Regions from separate parts of the Zea mays genome. Here region 1 is linked to region 2. A link is a contact called in public Hi-C data. All regions are on one chromosome and are shown on one strand. The core of a region is the stretch at or near the end of the contact, and the rest is flanking DNA. Distances in the headings are between cores, read along the strand shown. Region 1 holds the start of LOC100285858 (prenyltransferase/ zinc ion binding protein). Region 2 holds the start of LOC100283242 (40S ribosomal protein S16).

Evidence for each region. A called contact is a pair of places that touch in the nucleus more often than the background predicts.
Region 1: a Hi-C map of endosperm shows a contact between it and region 2, with 3 times the contacts expected there. The contact joins the promoter of LOC100285858 here to the promoter of LOC100283242 in region 2. A contact is called at or near these places in 9 of 25 Hi-C or Micro-C datasets (bundle sheath, ear, endosperm and 2 more) and 1 of 3 datasets of contacts at active chromatin or transcription factors (seedling).

The regions. Positions count from the first base shown.
Region 1 is chr2:154,354,671-154,358,188 of Zm-B73-REFERENCE-NAM-5.0, forward strand. It overlaps LOC100285858 (prenyltransferase/ zinc ion binding protein), which reads left to right and starts at 1,944. Exons shown (of 2, transcript NM_001158748.1): 1 at 1,944-3,325. The coding sequence starts at 2,168.
Region 2 is chr2:154,119,838-154,123,554 of Zm-B73-REFERENCE-NAM-5.0, forward strand. It overlaps LOC100283242 (40S ribosomal protein S16), which reads left to right and starts at 1,904. Exons shown (of 1, transcript NM_001291545.2): 1 at 1,904-2,638. The coding sequence starts at 1,992. The coding sequence ends at 2,438.

The DNA.
Region 1 (3,518 bases), core at 694-3,193, 230 kb after region 2:
GCAATCACCGGTGAGGTTTGTGGGGTCGGTTCATCGGCCGTTCCGAGCTTGCTGCCGCACGATGGGGAGGGAGGAGCGAGTCCGCGCCACAGAAGTCGGTGGAAGATTGGTGCATGGATTACGAGGGTTCGGTGAGGTCGTTGCGCGGTTTGGTTGCAACGACCCGCGAGATCCGCGGTGAGCCGGAGGCGGTGACTACTGCTTCTGTTCGAGATCGAGCGGGGAGGGGAAATATTCTAACGAGTGGGTTCTAGGTGGCGGTGGAACAGCCGAGAGCGTGGGCGTGGTTTGGGGCGCTATCGAGGAGGCCCCACCAGCCAGCGACCCAGAAAAGGATGTGGGCACGCAACGTGTTGATCTGGGCATTGGGGCCCACTGAGTAGTGTTCCATAGCTGGCGCCCTGAGGCACTGACCACAGGGGTCCACCCACCATTGCCCCCCCTCCCCGCGCGAGCCAGCAGGTCCGAGCGAGGTAAGCGGGCAGAGGGAATTTGGGGCGGCTGAGGGTTTGAGCCCAATACGGGTACATTCTCTTTTCTTTTTCTTTTATTTTCCTTTTTATTTTCTTTTGATTTCTTTCCAAATCAAATTTCCTTTCAAATTTAAATTTGATACTGTGGCAAATTTGTCTTCAAATTACATTACACATTTAAGGTACTAACTCTGCAAATATATTTCTAGGTATATTTTATGTAAGTCTCTTATTCCTCTATTTCTTTTCTTACTTCTCTTTTATCTCTAATTTTATTTCCAAATCCTATAATTGAATGTGAATTAAATCCTTAATTCTCATTATTAATGTGCCCTTAGTAATATTATCAGTATTATTAAATGTACAAGCAACCAAAACTCCAACACGAGACATGATTTATTTTAGTGGTCTTAATCATTTGTTCTCTCATATGTGGTTATTACCATGTGATGATGAGTATGAGGCAATACATAGGTTGAGATGTACTATCTTATTTTTATCTACAAATTGGGTGTTACAGTGTAGCCCCAGGTGCATTTCTAAGGGGTCCGATTAGATCGAGCCCCAGACCACGAATGACCAGGTGACGAGGATTGTTTGGAGCGCATGCGGGCAGGTGGGTTTGTTGTGTGTAATATTGCCACCCTTCACGTGTTCGCACCACCTGGTGTGTGTGGTAGGCCAATAGAAGCCATGTCGGAAGGTGTTTCCCACGAGATGGGGCGACATGGTGTCCATAGGTCCCGCTATGGATGTCCTCTAGGAGTTGCCTCCCATGTTCGATCGAGATGCAACGTTGCTTTATTCCAATGTCCCTTTTTGTACAGGTCTTCCCCAATTAGGACAAAGGACATGGCTGATCGATGGAGCCTTCACTCCTCCGTTTCGTCCTCGGGAAGTGAGCCATTAGACAAGAAGTTATGGTACGGTATTCTCCATTCGCATACGGGACCTGTTGGGGGTCTGCACCTTCTACGACAACGACAGACTTGTGGGCTAGAGGGACCATGCCTGAGGGTTGCCTGACCTCTCGACAAGTTTCGCCATAACGAACGCTTGGTTCGAAGAGGTCGTTAGCGAAAACTGCTGGTAGGACGGTCATTCGTCCCGACGACATCTTCACAAGGGCGTTCACCACTTTATTATCCCATGCACCCCTTCACTTGTATATAAATGTAATTACTCCTTAGAATAACAGACAACAATCACTTCTCCCAAACTCGTTTTCCACTTATTCATAACATGTTATCTACACGTGCTCGTAAGAAATATTGTAATATGTACATGTGTGACCAATCTAAGAGGTACGGTAGTTATTCCTAAGAAACACATCCTTAAGATACACCTCTTCATTTATATATAAATATAATTAATCTCTGGAATAAGACAAGAGTCACTTTCTCCCAAACTGGTTTTCCACCTATTATTCATAATAGACCGCTCGCCGGCCATGCCCGTTTACCTGGGAGGTGTTTGTGTTCTGCTCCCCACGACTCCCCAGTCCCCATCCAGACAAGGGAAGGGAATACAGGCCTGCTCCGCCCTGCCTCCCCTCTCCTCTTCTTCTCTCCCCGCGCCCAACACCACGCCGGCCTCGATCCAGGCTGCCGCAGCCCGCAGGTGTCCTGGACGCCGCCCTTCCCGTCCGCCGGCGGTTGATTCCTTCTCTCCTTCCTCAGGTACGTTCGATTCGGATGAGCCCCGGCCCCTTCTTTGGATGCGCTGTGCATTTCTTTGTTGCGAGCTTTCAAATCCCCCGCCTACAATATCCCCGAAAGAAAAAAAATGTTTCTGTTTCGTCTGAAACAATAACAGTTGCAGAGATCGAGCGGCAGATGTATATTTCATCGGAAAAACTTGAGAACGCCGCTGAGCTGCTCGGCACGGCGCCTTCCCGTGTGCAGGTTCCTGGCCTGATCACAAAGCAGGCGGCGACGGCGCGGATGGAGCTCCCGGTGGCGGAGCCCGGCACGGAGCGAGGCGAGGGCCCGCTGATCCAGTGCCCGTACTGCGACTCGGAGGCGATGCACAAGCTAGCGCAGATCCTGCTACCGGGGCTCGCCGCCGTGTGCGTGGACGGCACGACGGGGGACCCGTTCCACAGCCCGTCGGTGGTGGCCGTGGACCTGCGCAGGGAGATGGTGGACTACATCACGCAGCGGAGCGAGAGCTTCATCGCGGACGCGCTGATCGAGTCGGAGGCCAATCAGGAGGGGCCCGACGCGGCGGTCCCCGACGACCCGTTCGAGGCCGTGTCCGTGTTCATGGACGACTTCGGCAGCACGAAGCGCAACATCATCGGCCACGTCTCCGGGTGGCTGCTGAGCGACAGCCGCGACGACAAGATCGACGACTTGGTGCAGGAGATGGAGGCGACCCGGTTCTGGCCGCTGGAGCGGCGGGAGGCCGTCGCCGAGACGCTGCTCAAGAACGTGGACCTCAGGACCCGGTTCCACTGCCCCGAGAAGTACGAGAGCGAGGCGCGCCTGGCGGACCACAAGCAGCAGTGCAGCTTCCGCCCCGTCGCCTGCCCCAACGACGGATGCCGCGCCAGGGTCTCCGTCCGCTGCGCGCGGGACCACGACGCCGCCTGCCCGTACAAGCCGCTCCAGTGCGAGCAGGGCTGCGAGAAGCGGCTGCTCAGGCGCGACATGGACAGGCACTGCGTCACCGTCTGCCCCATGAGGCCCATGAAGTGCCCCTTCGGATGCGACTCCTCCTTCCCCGACCGTGACCTCGAGAAGCACTGCGCCCAGTTCCTTCGGCCGCATTTGATCAAGGTGCTCAAGGCGATTCATAAGAAGGCGCGTTCGGAAGATGAGCTCAAGGACCTCGCTCTGAAGCTGGAAAAGGTTCGCCTTTTGACTCACACCTTCGTGAATGAACTAAACATACATTGCTTCTGAATCGATCCGAGTTTGCTTCCCAGATATTTTGTGATGAAACTGAGTTCGCAGGCCAATCTGGTCTGGTCACTTTGCCAGTCTTTTCATCTGGTTACAGAATAAACCATAGTTCTTCTCTTTTGTCAAAAAATGGGTTCCA
Region 2 (3,717 bases), core at 654-3,153:
GCAAAAGTCGTTGTTAGATTTTATGTACTCATCCATCTTTTGCAGCAACTTCTCAAGAGAATGTGGAGGTTTCCTTGCATAATATTGAGCTACTGATCCTGGCCTGAGCCCCTTGATGATGTCTTCAATGACGATGTCATCTTGGACTGCTGGCGCATAGACCCGAAGACGTTGGAACCTTCAGACAAATGAATGAAGGTATTCATCTGGATCTTAGGTGCACTGGAACATGACTTGTGTAGTAACATGCTTTGACTAAAACCCTCAAAGCTGGTGAGAAGCATTTCTTTTAGCTTCTGCCATGAAGTGACATTCCTTGGCCGAAGCGATGAATACAAAGTCTAGGACACATTTCTGATCGCCATTACAAAGGGTTTTGCCATGACTGCTGAGTTGCCACCGTATGAAGATATGGTAGTTTCGTAACTCATGAGGAATTGCTTCAGGTCAGACAGACCATCATAGTGTAAGAGGTCTGTACATTGGTGGCCAAGGTGTTGCCTGTAACTTTGGTGTCAGTGGTGAAGCTTCATCATAAAGGAAATCTTGGAGGTTGAATGGCTCGTGATGAAAATTGTCATGGTTACGACCCTCATAGTTATGGTCCTTGTAACTATACTGATCTTGCACTTTCAATGTTACAAATTTCTTCAGTTGCTTCGTTAATCTTCTTCTGAAGCTTAGAGAGAGGAAGCACCTTCTCCTTGCGCTTCTCCATTCGGTGGTGGATTGATTCGAGGTTGTTGATTTCACAATCAAGCTCCTCGTCTTACGGTTCTGGCCTGATGGCCTTCCTCTTTTGATTCCTTACCATCATAAGGAGAGCTTCATCCCCATGGTTAGGATCCTAGGTCCTAAGGATAGAGCCAGTCGCCACTGTATTCTTCAGCGGCATGATGGGGTTGTTGCGGTCGTGGAATCACCAGAGGTGGGTGCCAATGTTGAATACTCGTTTTCAATTGCTACATGGCATCGAAAACAACGCAACACAAGTTAAATTCAAACCTTCGTTCGTAAATTATCACTTCTCCAAAGGGATAACTTAAGGACGTAAGTAAGAAGAAGGGTGTGAATAGAACAATGTTTAAATAGAAAGATGATAGAAAATGACATAAAAGACTCATCTCGTATGTCTTAGTATTTTTATTCCATATTCCGTCATATCAAATACATTTACAAACATACCTTCAACTTCTTATCACAAGATAGCTTAAAGGTGCTTCAAAGGCTAAGAAGAACGAAGCTAGGGCCCTCAAAAAGTACTTTATGTAGGGTACTGTTCATCTATTTATATGCAAGTTGAATAACTTCATAGTTTATTACAATTATGCCTATAAAGTTTACACACATGATTTACAAATGACACATGACATTGCTGTCTTTTATCTTTCTTTCTTGTTGTACAAGTCTTGTACTCCTCCTTCGTCACTTTGCGTTCGAAGTTTTCTCCATGTCGGCTAACGACTTTGGCTTGCGCCTTCGTCGCTTGTATGCATGTGGACAAAATTTTCTTTTCATTGCTTCGACTGAAGGCTAGCTTCGTCTATTCTTCAATTTAGCCTGAAACACATTAGTTTACATCGAAGAAGAGGTGTCTTGAGAACATTCAGCAAGGTAGACCCTCAACAGTGGCGAAACCCATTTTTCATAATAACACAATTCCAAAATTTTCTCCATATTAATGTAGAGGAGTGGCGGCGACTCCGACCACCACGACACTGCTAGACGACTGGCCTTTCCCATGTGGCCTTTTATCACAAGACATGAGCCTCTAGAGGCCTGGCCCAATAATTATCTTATTTAACCACAAATGGGCCCCCAAAACAACTCTGGTCTAGATCTCAAACGCTCCACGGGCCGCATACCGTTCTAACAGCCGCGGCGGCACCAGACAAAACGCTTCGTGGCTATAAAGGCCAATCCACTCTCTCTCCAGGCACCCCGAGCCGCCAAAACCCTACCGCCGCCGCGAATCCCGCACGACCCCAACCATGACCGTGCTGAGCCGCCCTACCCCGGGCACGGCCCAGTGCTTCGGGCGGAAGAAGACCGCCGTCGCGGTCGCGTACACGAAGCCGGGGCGCGGCCTGATCAAGGTGAACGGCGTCCCGATTGAGCTGATCCGACCGGAGATGCTCCGCCTCAAGGCCTTCGAGCCCATCCTGCTGGCGGGGCGGTCCCGGTTCAAGGACATCGACATGCGGATCCGCGTCCGCGGCGGCGGGAAGACGTCGCAGATCTACGCCATCCGCCAGGCCGTCGCCAAGGGGCTCGTCGCCTACTACCAGAAGTACGTCGACGAGGCCGCCAAGAAGGAGATCAAGGACATCTTTACCCGCTACGATCGCACCCTCCTCGTCGCTGACCCCCGGCGCTGCGAGCCGAAGAAGTTCGGCGGACGTGGTGCCCGCGCCAGGTTCCAGAAGTCGTACCGTTGAGCGGCTGCCTGCTCCATCTCGATTTTTCAGATCGTTGTGGGTGTTCTTCGCTTTATTTCCTATCAATGGATCTGCTTATCTGGTTCTATATCTAGCTGCTGCTTTACCATAATGTTTAGACTTTAATGCCTAGCCTGAAACCTTGTTTGCAATGTGAAATTAATGTGAGAGATTATGAAGACTATTTTGGCTAGTCCCTCTATTATGATTTTCATCATTCCAGTATTGAGAATTATGATATTGTCCCCTAATGGTTTTGTTGTGTAACAGCTGCCTTCAATTTGTCTTTGTATCTGTTTGTCTGTTTATATTCACCTACGGTAGTACCAATCTGTTTAATTCAGTTGAATGAATTGCTCAACTATATATATAGATAGAGTAGTTGCATTTTTGGTACTTGGTACTTTGGTAGTAATAGATAAAGTAACCTTGTGGTATCAATGCCTTCTAAAGTGATTTTGCTTGACTTGCACCTGTTGCTCTGATCCACTAGGGAATTGATAGGAAATGTGTCTTTAAACTCTACAAATCTAAGTGAAGGCAAGTATACAGTACAATTTTGAATGTTTTCACTCTCCATTTGCTAGCTTGAGTTTATGTTAAATGTGACAATTGAGTGGTAAGTCAATATTGCTCATCTATTCATCGATCAGCCTGTCTTATGGTATGAACCTGCATATACTCTCTGTTTTGTTACCAAAGTTTAGTTGCTTTGGTGATTATGGAAGTTCATTTTGGTAGCGAGGTTGGTGATGCAAGGTTCTTAAAACCACTGATTCTAAAACATGTACTGTCACAACCGTAGAATCTTAACTTTCAATTTGCAAAACCATATGTTTTGTAGATAAAAAATGCAGAATCAACCCTATTAATTTAGATCATGTAAACATAAAGTCAGAATGATATAATCTTGGCAGACATGGCTGTGATGCGTTTCATATGATATTTGATTGGAATAGCTAGTTTTAGTTTATGGATTATGCTCTGTTTGAGGGGACACCATTTATTTCTTCACATAGTAGTATTATTAGAGATGTGCTGCCATGTTTTTCTCTTGCAGTGACAAGTCGTTGTTCACTGGAGAGAAGAGAGAATTTGGCTGCACTCCGCTTCTCATTAGAGCTAGGGAGTACTCTTTTGTGCGCATAATTTAGTTCTGTTTTGTTGGCTGTTTGTTACATAATGATGTTTTCCTGATGGTGTGTGTTCTCTTGTACTCAAGGTTGTGCACCTTGTCCGAGAACCGAGTTCGGCGTCTTTGTTCAGTTCATAAAATGGT